Regions from separate parts of the Capsicum annuum genome. Here region 1 is linked to region 2. A link is a contact called in public Hi-C data. All regions are on one chromosome and are shown on one strand. Each heading gives the region's core, a stretch centred on a gene start, on an enhancer-like site or on the middle of the called end of the contact. The rest is flanking DNA. Distances are from core to core; before and after follow the strand shown.

Region 1 (3,105 bases), core at 70-2,569, 130 kb after region 2:
ATTGCACAATGCTTCGTCTATGGTGAGCAGATTATAAGATTCTCTTTTACGGAATCATTAAACAATGTCCTTCACTCACTGTTGCTACATTCACAGGTGATAGCTTTAATTCCTCTTTAGTAGCGGTAGTTTGTGTAGAGCCAGATGTCTTGAAGGAATGGGCATCATCTGAGGGAATCAAGGTAACTCTTAATTTTCAACATTGCATTTACATCTTGTGAAATGCTTCACTTAAAGCAAACTTGAGTGGAGGTCATCATTAGAGTTTCGTGTTGCATTACATTTACCTTCATATTTTGAGTGTGCCATCTTTAACTCTGCACAGAGCACATGAGCTGCGGCCCCAACACCACGTTTGTAAAAATAAATAAATCACAACTTGCTTCTAGAGCTTCCCCTAAAATATACTGGTAATTCATGTCTGGCTAACTTTTGATCCTGCTAATGGCGTATTTCTATACATTCCTATGGTCAAGTGAAATCTAGGAAATTGACATTTATGTCACTAAGCACAATAAAATATGTAGTCACCATGTTACGTAAAGCCACTAAAGCAAATACAATACTTCCAAGTGTCAGTGAAACAATAAAAACGTCTTGATGCTTTTCATGGAATACATCACTTCATCCCAAAAGAAGAAACTTCTTAAATATAAACTTATCGCATATCTAAAACTCATTAGTTACAAAAAATTAGTCATCTGACCTGCTCTTCAGAATTTAGTTTTATCATATATAGCTGTAAACAAATAAAACTTCAGGCTATGGTGTTGAAGATATTTGTCTGTCATTTTCTGAGAAGCTAGTTGATCCATTTCCCTTTGTTGATGTGATGTCTCCAGTATGAAGATTTGGGACAACTTTGCAATGATCCAAGAGCAAGGGCGGCAGTTCTTGCTGAGATGGATGCTGTCGGAAGGGATGCTCAGGTAATTTATTTTACTTTGGCTTTCTTTTACCTGGGTGTGAGTTTCTTAAAATGCCAATTGAATCTCTCAGTCGATCAGCAAATGATGCTCTCTTTTTACTGCTATACAGTTGAGAGGTTTTGAATTTGTAAAAGCTGTAACATTGACTATCGAGCCTTTCACAATTGAAAATGGTCTTCTTACTCCCACGTTCAAGGTAATTGACTTTGTCTCAATGTTTAAACTTTAAGGGGGGGAGGCATGAATATGATTTTGCTGATGTACTTTTTCTACTCTGTTCCAATTTCCAGGTTAAGAGACCGCAGGCGAAGGCTTATTTCGCCAAAGCTATATCTGATATGTATAATGAGCTTTCTACATCAGATCCAGCATCCCAGAAAGCACTATGACCTTAAAAAAAAAAAGCAACCGAGAAGGCTTCAGCTGTTCACCCCTACTTTCCATTCTTCGAAATAAATACCAAACAAATGATTATTGTAGAATAGAAAAGAAAGCTCACAGGATTTATTGAGTCTCGAGTTAATAGATTTCTTCTTGTAATGTGCACGGTGTCCAAATAATATAAATTCACCATAAGTTTTTCTGAAGATATAAATAGTTTTAACCTTTGATAGTTGATGGCAATGTTGTCAATAAAGCATGTAAAAGGGGATGAATCTTTGAAGAATTTTAACACCGTATTCTACCATTGGTGGCGGAAATTGCTCTCGCTAAACGATTAAAGGACCTCTGGACACTATTTTCTAAAATTGTCTCGAATTTTTATCTGAATAATAGAGTAGTTGCTGATACTAGAAACATTGTGTACGTTTTCCCCATATTTCCCATCCCAACTGCATTATGCAGCATTTGGCTGCTATCTGTCCATCAAGCGTCTGAGTGCCTCACATCATATATCGATGAACAAGCCTACTTTGAGCAGCCATTCTTGTAGGCGGAAGGACAGCCTAAGACGGCAAAAACCAGTTCCAGTATCGGAGGGTGGAACGCATTACAAATGTTATGGCTGGTTGAAGATCGGATAGCAAAAAGGTGTTGGATGCATCTAGGTTGAGATTGTGCTCCTGGAATTACATAGTAGTACAACTTATAAGGACGAAAAGTTAATGATTGAAAAGAGAACTGAGCATATTGCTTTATGCCTTATAAAATGACAGCGTGACACAATAAACTCATTCAGGCGCATGGATTTGGCTTATAGCCTACAACACAATATTGTATATCCTTTAACGTCCTTAATAATGCTAGACGTTCATGGTATATTGTACAATAAAGTTCATTGACCTGTCTAGAACGTATATCAGTAGCTGTAACTCTTAATTATCAAATTATTGATCTCCAATGTATGTACAAGAATTGATGAATGATGGAACATCGTATTATTGACAGAGTAGGTATACAGGAATTACAGCTTTGTAAGAGGCTGTGTGTTGTTCCAAAGCCATTGACGTGCAGAACCATCCACCAGAGGTGAAACCTAAAGATGATCTCCAGTTAGCTAATAGCAGTCTTAAACATCAAAAAAGCAACCACGAAAATTTAACTATTTCACTTGGCTTTCTGGACCGAGGAAACAGAAAACAGGTGTTGTACACATTATCATTCACAAACAACTATGGTGACGAAAGAGCAGCTTCTTAAAACCTCAGCAATTCTACCCCCTCAACCTAAAGCAGATGACAGCACAATAACAGCATATGAGGAATCATATGCCAGCAGCACCAGTGAACTGCTACGACGCAACAACATGACCTGGACTCTATGATATTCTAGATTACAGTGCAAAGTGATTGCGCAGGGTTTTCTTTGCATGGAATATAATCCCCGCTTGGTAGTCAAGTGAGGTTTTTGTTCATTTTTTTTTATCAAGAAAAAAAATAAAATTGTGCTCATTTTATACAGAACATAACACACATCATCGGAAGAAGAACAAAATAAATCCTCTTGGATGCTTACCTTTTCCCAAACTTGCAAATGGTAACTATTTAGCCACTCTACTTCCACAACAGAGAGCAAAGATATGTCCACCAATTTAGTCTGGATGATGGCAAGCAAAAGATAGTCATATCAGTACAAATTATTACAGAAGAAGTTGAAGCATTGAGCCTACACTCCAGAATGAGTTGATTGATATCAGTGCAGGTCACAAAAACAGAAGGGTAAATAATGGAATTCC
Region 2 (3,299 bases), core at 656-3,155:
AGTAACCGTATAAGGGGCTACTCATTACCATAGTGGACAGAATTAAAAATGTTCAATCGACTGAATCAATTTAAAGAAAGCGAAAAGAATGAACTAATTAAATAAGCTATAAGTTTTGTGATTGTTCTCTTGCTTTACTCTGTAATATGCTCCATAAGGCATGCTGACTTGTTTTCTCTCATTCCCTTATCCCATATATGTTTTATACAATGTCTCGTTCTGATATTAGTAATGGGGAATGTTGAGACTCTAGTGGTGTACTGACGTTCTCTTTGTGGAACCTATATTGACTTATGTCAATGTAGGTGTGCAGGTAATATAGACGAGCAGACTACAAGCTAAGCCGTTTTATTCTAGAAGCTGATTGGTGTGCTCCGCTCTTGATCGTGGAGTTTCTCTTCTTTCATCAACTTCATTCACTTATTTCTTTTTCAGTATTCACTTTAGAGATTAGCCAGGAAATCTATGTCCTGTGCATTCCTCTTAGCACTCTAGTAGAGGCTTCATAGACGTATTTTTAGTTGGCTATGGTTGATCATGTTACTTTGAATTACTCTAAGAATCATTTGAACTGGTGTTCTAATAAAGATACTTGTCATTTATTTTATATGTGTGTGGGGTATGTGACATGAAATTACATGTTAGAATAGTTAAGTCGGTTGGCTCGGTAAAGTAAGGCACTAGGTGCCGTTCATGACTTTGTTGAGAGGACGGGTCGTGACATGTTACATGTTGTAATTATTGTGTTTTGTTAATTTAAACACGATTTTGATTATTACTTAAATTTTATTGTATTTATCCTTAAATCCATCTTTTAGAAATGATGAAAAAGTCATATTTTTGTGTAACAAATAATTTGGTGTACTTATTTCTATTTATTTATTTATTCTTTATTTATTACTATTTCATACTCTTTTCTTATCTTTATCCTATCATTTTGTAATAGCTCTACCATGTAGCCAACCATTTTTTTTTAGAACTGTAATGTCCGAATTAGCTTTCGCGCACCTCGACTAAATTCATGGAATACCTACCCCCTCCTGCCAGCAACAGATACCAGATACCAGATAACTCTGTCCACTGAGTCTAGGACATATTGTAAGAACAACTTAGTGTCTTTTTTGCCTGTGCTAGGATTCAAATGGGAGACTATGTATTCTACTTTTTTGTAGGTTTATTCTTCAAATTATTGATATTGTAAAATTATGTAGCGATGAAAAAGATATTATTGACTATCCAAATATTATATTTATTCAAGGCAAAATGATCTTCTGAACCCTTATACTATATTGGTTTTTTAAGTTGGACACTTCTACTTACATGTTTGTCATCTGGACCCTTTGACCCATTAAAAAGCAACATTTTAAACACTTTTTCGGTGAGTGTGTTACACTCGCTCCACGTCAGCTGTCACGTCGGCTGCCACATCTGTCACATCATTTTCCGTATCATTTTTATATATAAAAAATATTAAATATTAAAATAAATAAATAAACAAACACCCCCTTCTCTCTCTTCCCCCTTTTCTTTCTTTTTCTGCCTTTCCCGTTCTTTCTTTCTCCATTTCTTCTTTCTTCTTCTTTTTCTTATTCTTCTTCCTCCTCTTCTCATTCTTCTTTTCCTTTATCATCTTCATCTTGTTATTCTTCTTGCTCTACGAAAAAATTTAAAGTAAGGACCGAAAAATTTAAGAAGTATGAAAAGAAAGATTTTGAAGATTTTTGTGATTTGGGTGATTCAAGAAACTTGAAATTCAACGTAAAGATTCAATTTTTATGCTTTGTTTGAATTTTTTGTGATTTGGGTAATTTGAGAAATTTGAAATTCAATGTAAAAATTCAATTTTTATGCTTTATTTGAAATTTTTGTGATTTGGGTAATTCAATTTTTTTTTTGTTAAGAATTTTCATATCCAAAAGTTGAAGGTGGCGGAAATGAGAACGTTGCGTTGGATGTGTGGTCTTACAAGGGCTGACAGGGTTAGGAATGAGATTATTCGGGAGAAGGTGGGAGTGGTATTGCTACAGGAAAAAATGCGGGAAGTGAGATTGAGATGGTTTGGTCATGTGATGAGGAGGGGCACAGATGCCCCAGTTCGTAGGTGTGGGAGACTAGTGATAGATGGTTTCAAGCGGGGTAGGAGTAGACCGAAGAAATACTGGATAGAAGTGATTAGACGTGACACGGAGCAGTTACATCTCACTAAGAACATGACCCTGAATAGGAAGGTTTGGAGGAAAAACATTAGGATAGAAGGATAAGGTGGGTGGATGAATCGTAGTTCGTAGTTTGGAGGATTTTGGTGTCTTTTGTTTGGTAATGTACAATATTTTTGTGGATGTTGCATCTATGTTAGTTTTATCATATTTCATGCTTTAAATTTTTTTGTATATTGTCCTGTGTCTTGAGCCGGGGGTCTATTGGAAACAACATCTCTACTTCTTTAGAGGTAGTGGTATGGACTGCGTACATTCTATCCTCCCCAGACCCCACTAGGTGGGAATATACTGGATTTATTATTGTTGTTAATTGAACAACAACAATATCAACTACAACAAAGACTTGACAAAAAAAAAAACAAAGCAAAGACCCTCTTCAGGGATTGCCCAGATCTGCTGTGCGAAGGAAAAATGAGGAGTGAGTGCATAAATGGAAGCAATACGAGGAAGGGGAAGGAGGGAGAGACGTTTGTTGCTTTTGATGAGGAAGACAATGGCTTGTTTGAGTTCGAATGGAGAAGTGAAATGATGGACAATGGAGGGCGATTGTACATTGTTGTTGGCATCAATGGAGGGTTTGAATTGTTTTTGAGGGAAAATGGTGAAGTAGAGATGCTAAGGAAAGTAAATTTTTTGTACATTATTGTTGGTATCAAGTGGGGGGTGCTGGGATGAAGCTGGGTGGGGTTGGGGGTATTGGGACTGGGCTGGGTGGGGTAGGGGGTGCTGCGACGGGGCTGCGACGGGCGGGGGGTGCTGGGACGGGATTGGGTGGGCTGGGGGAGCGGCTGGATTGGGGGAGGGAGTTGGGGGTGACCTTTTTTTTATTATTATTTTTAAATTTTTTAAAATATTTTTAAATTTAAAAACTAAAAAAAATTGAGTGCTACTTTTTTTTTAAAAAAAAAAATTATTTTAATATAAAATTGGTCAAAAATTGACCCTCACTCGCACCCCAAGCGTGTGACTACACGCTCTTTGTCCTAGTCAGCATTTGAATGCCACATAGGCTTGGTCAATGGTCAAAGGATGTAAAATGTTGCTTTTTAATGGGTTAAAGGGTTCAGATGACAAACATGC

The links. Hi-C and Micro-C count contacts between places; a contact is called where the count stands out from the background.
Region 1: a Hi-C map of bud shows a contact between it and region 2, with 4 times the contacts expected there. The contact joins two enhancer-like sites. A contact is called at or near these places in 2 of 5 Hi-C or Micro-C datasets (bud and leaf).

The regions. Positions count from the first base shown.
Region 1 is chr8:153,513,377-153,516,481 of UCD10Xv1.1, forward strand. It overlaps LOC107854884 (long chain acyl-CoA synthetase 6, peroxisomal), which reads left to right. Exons shown (of 23, transcript XM_016699881.2): 19 at 1-22; 20 at 97-182; 21 at 843-929; 22 at 1,039-1,125; 23 at 1,220-1,321. The coding sequence ends at 1,318. It overlaps LOC107854883 (aminopeptidase P2), which reads right to left. Exons shown (of 13, transcript XM_016699880.2): 12 at 2,886-2,966; 13 at 2,119-2,406. The coding sequence ends at 2,335. Among protein-coding and RNA genes, the nearest start is that of LOC107854883, 11 kb to the right of the region's middle. Within about 2 kb of position 1,320, at least 3 of the 5 cell types and tissues checked have an H3K27ac peak or open chromatin away from gene starts, as enhancers often do. A contact at or near this core is called in bud and leaf, where this site is marked.
Region 2 is chr8:153,381,501-153,384,799 of UCD10Xv1.1, forward strand. LOC124886441 (a long non-coding RNA gene) reads left to right here. Exons shown (of 4, transcript XR_007043613.1): 4 at 306-607. Among protein-coding and RNA genes, the nearest start is that of LOC124886441, 9.7 kb to the left of the region's middle. Within about 2 kb of position 1,906, at least 2 of the 5 cell types and tissues checked have an H3K27ac peak or open chromatin away from gene starts, as enhancers often do. A contact at or near this core is called in bud and leaf, where this site is marked.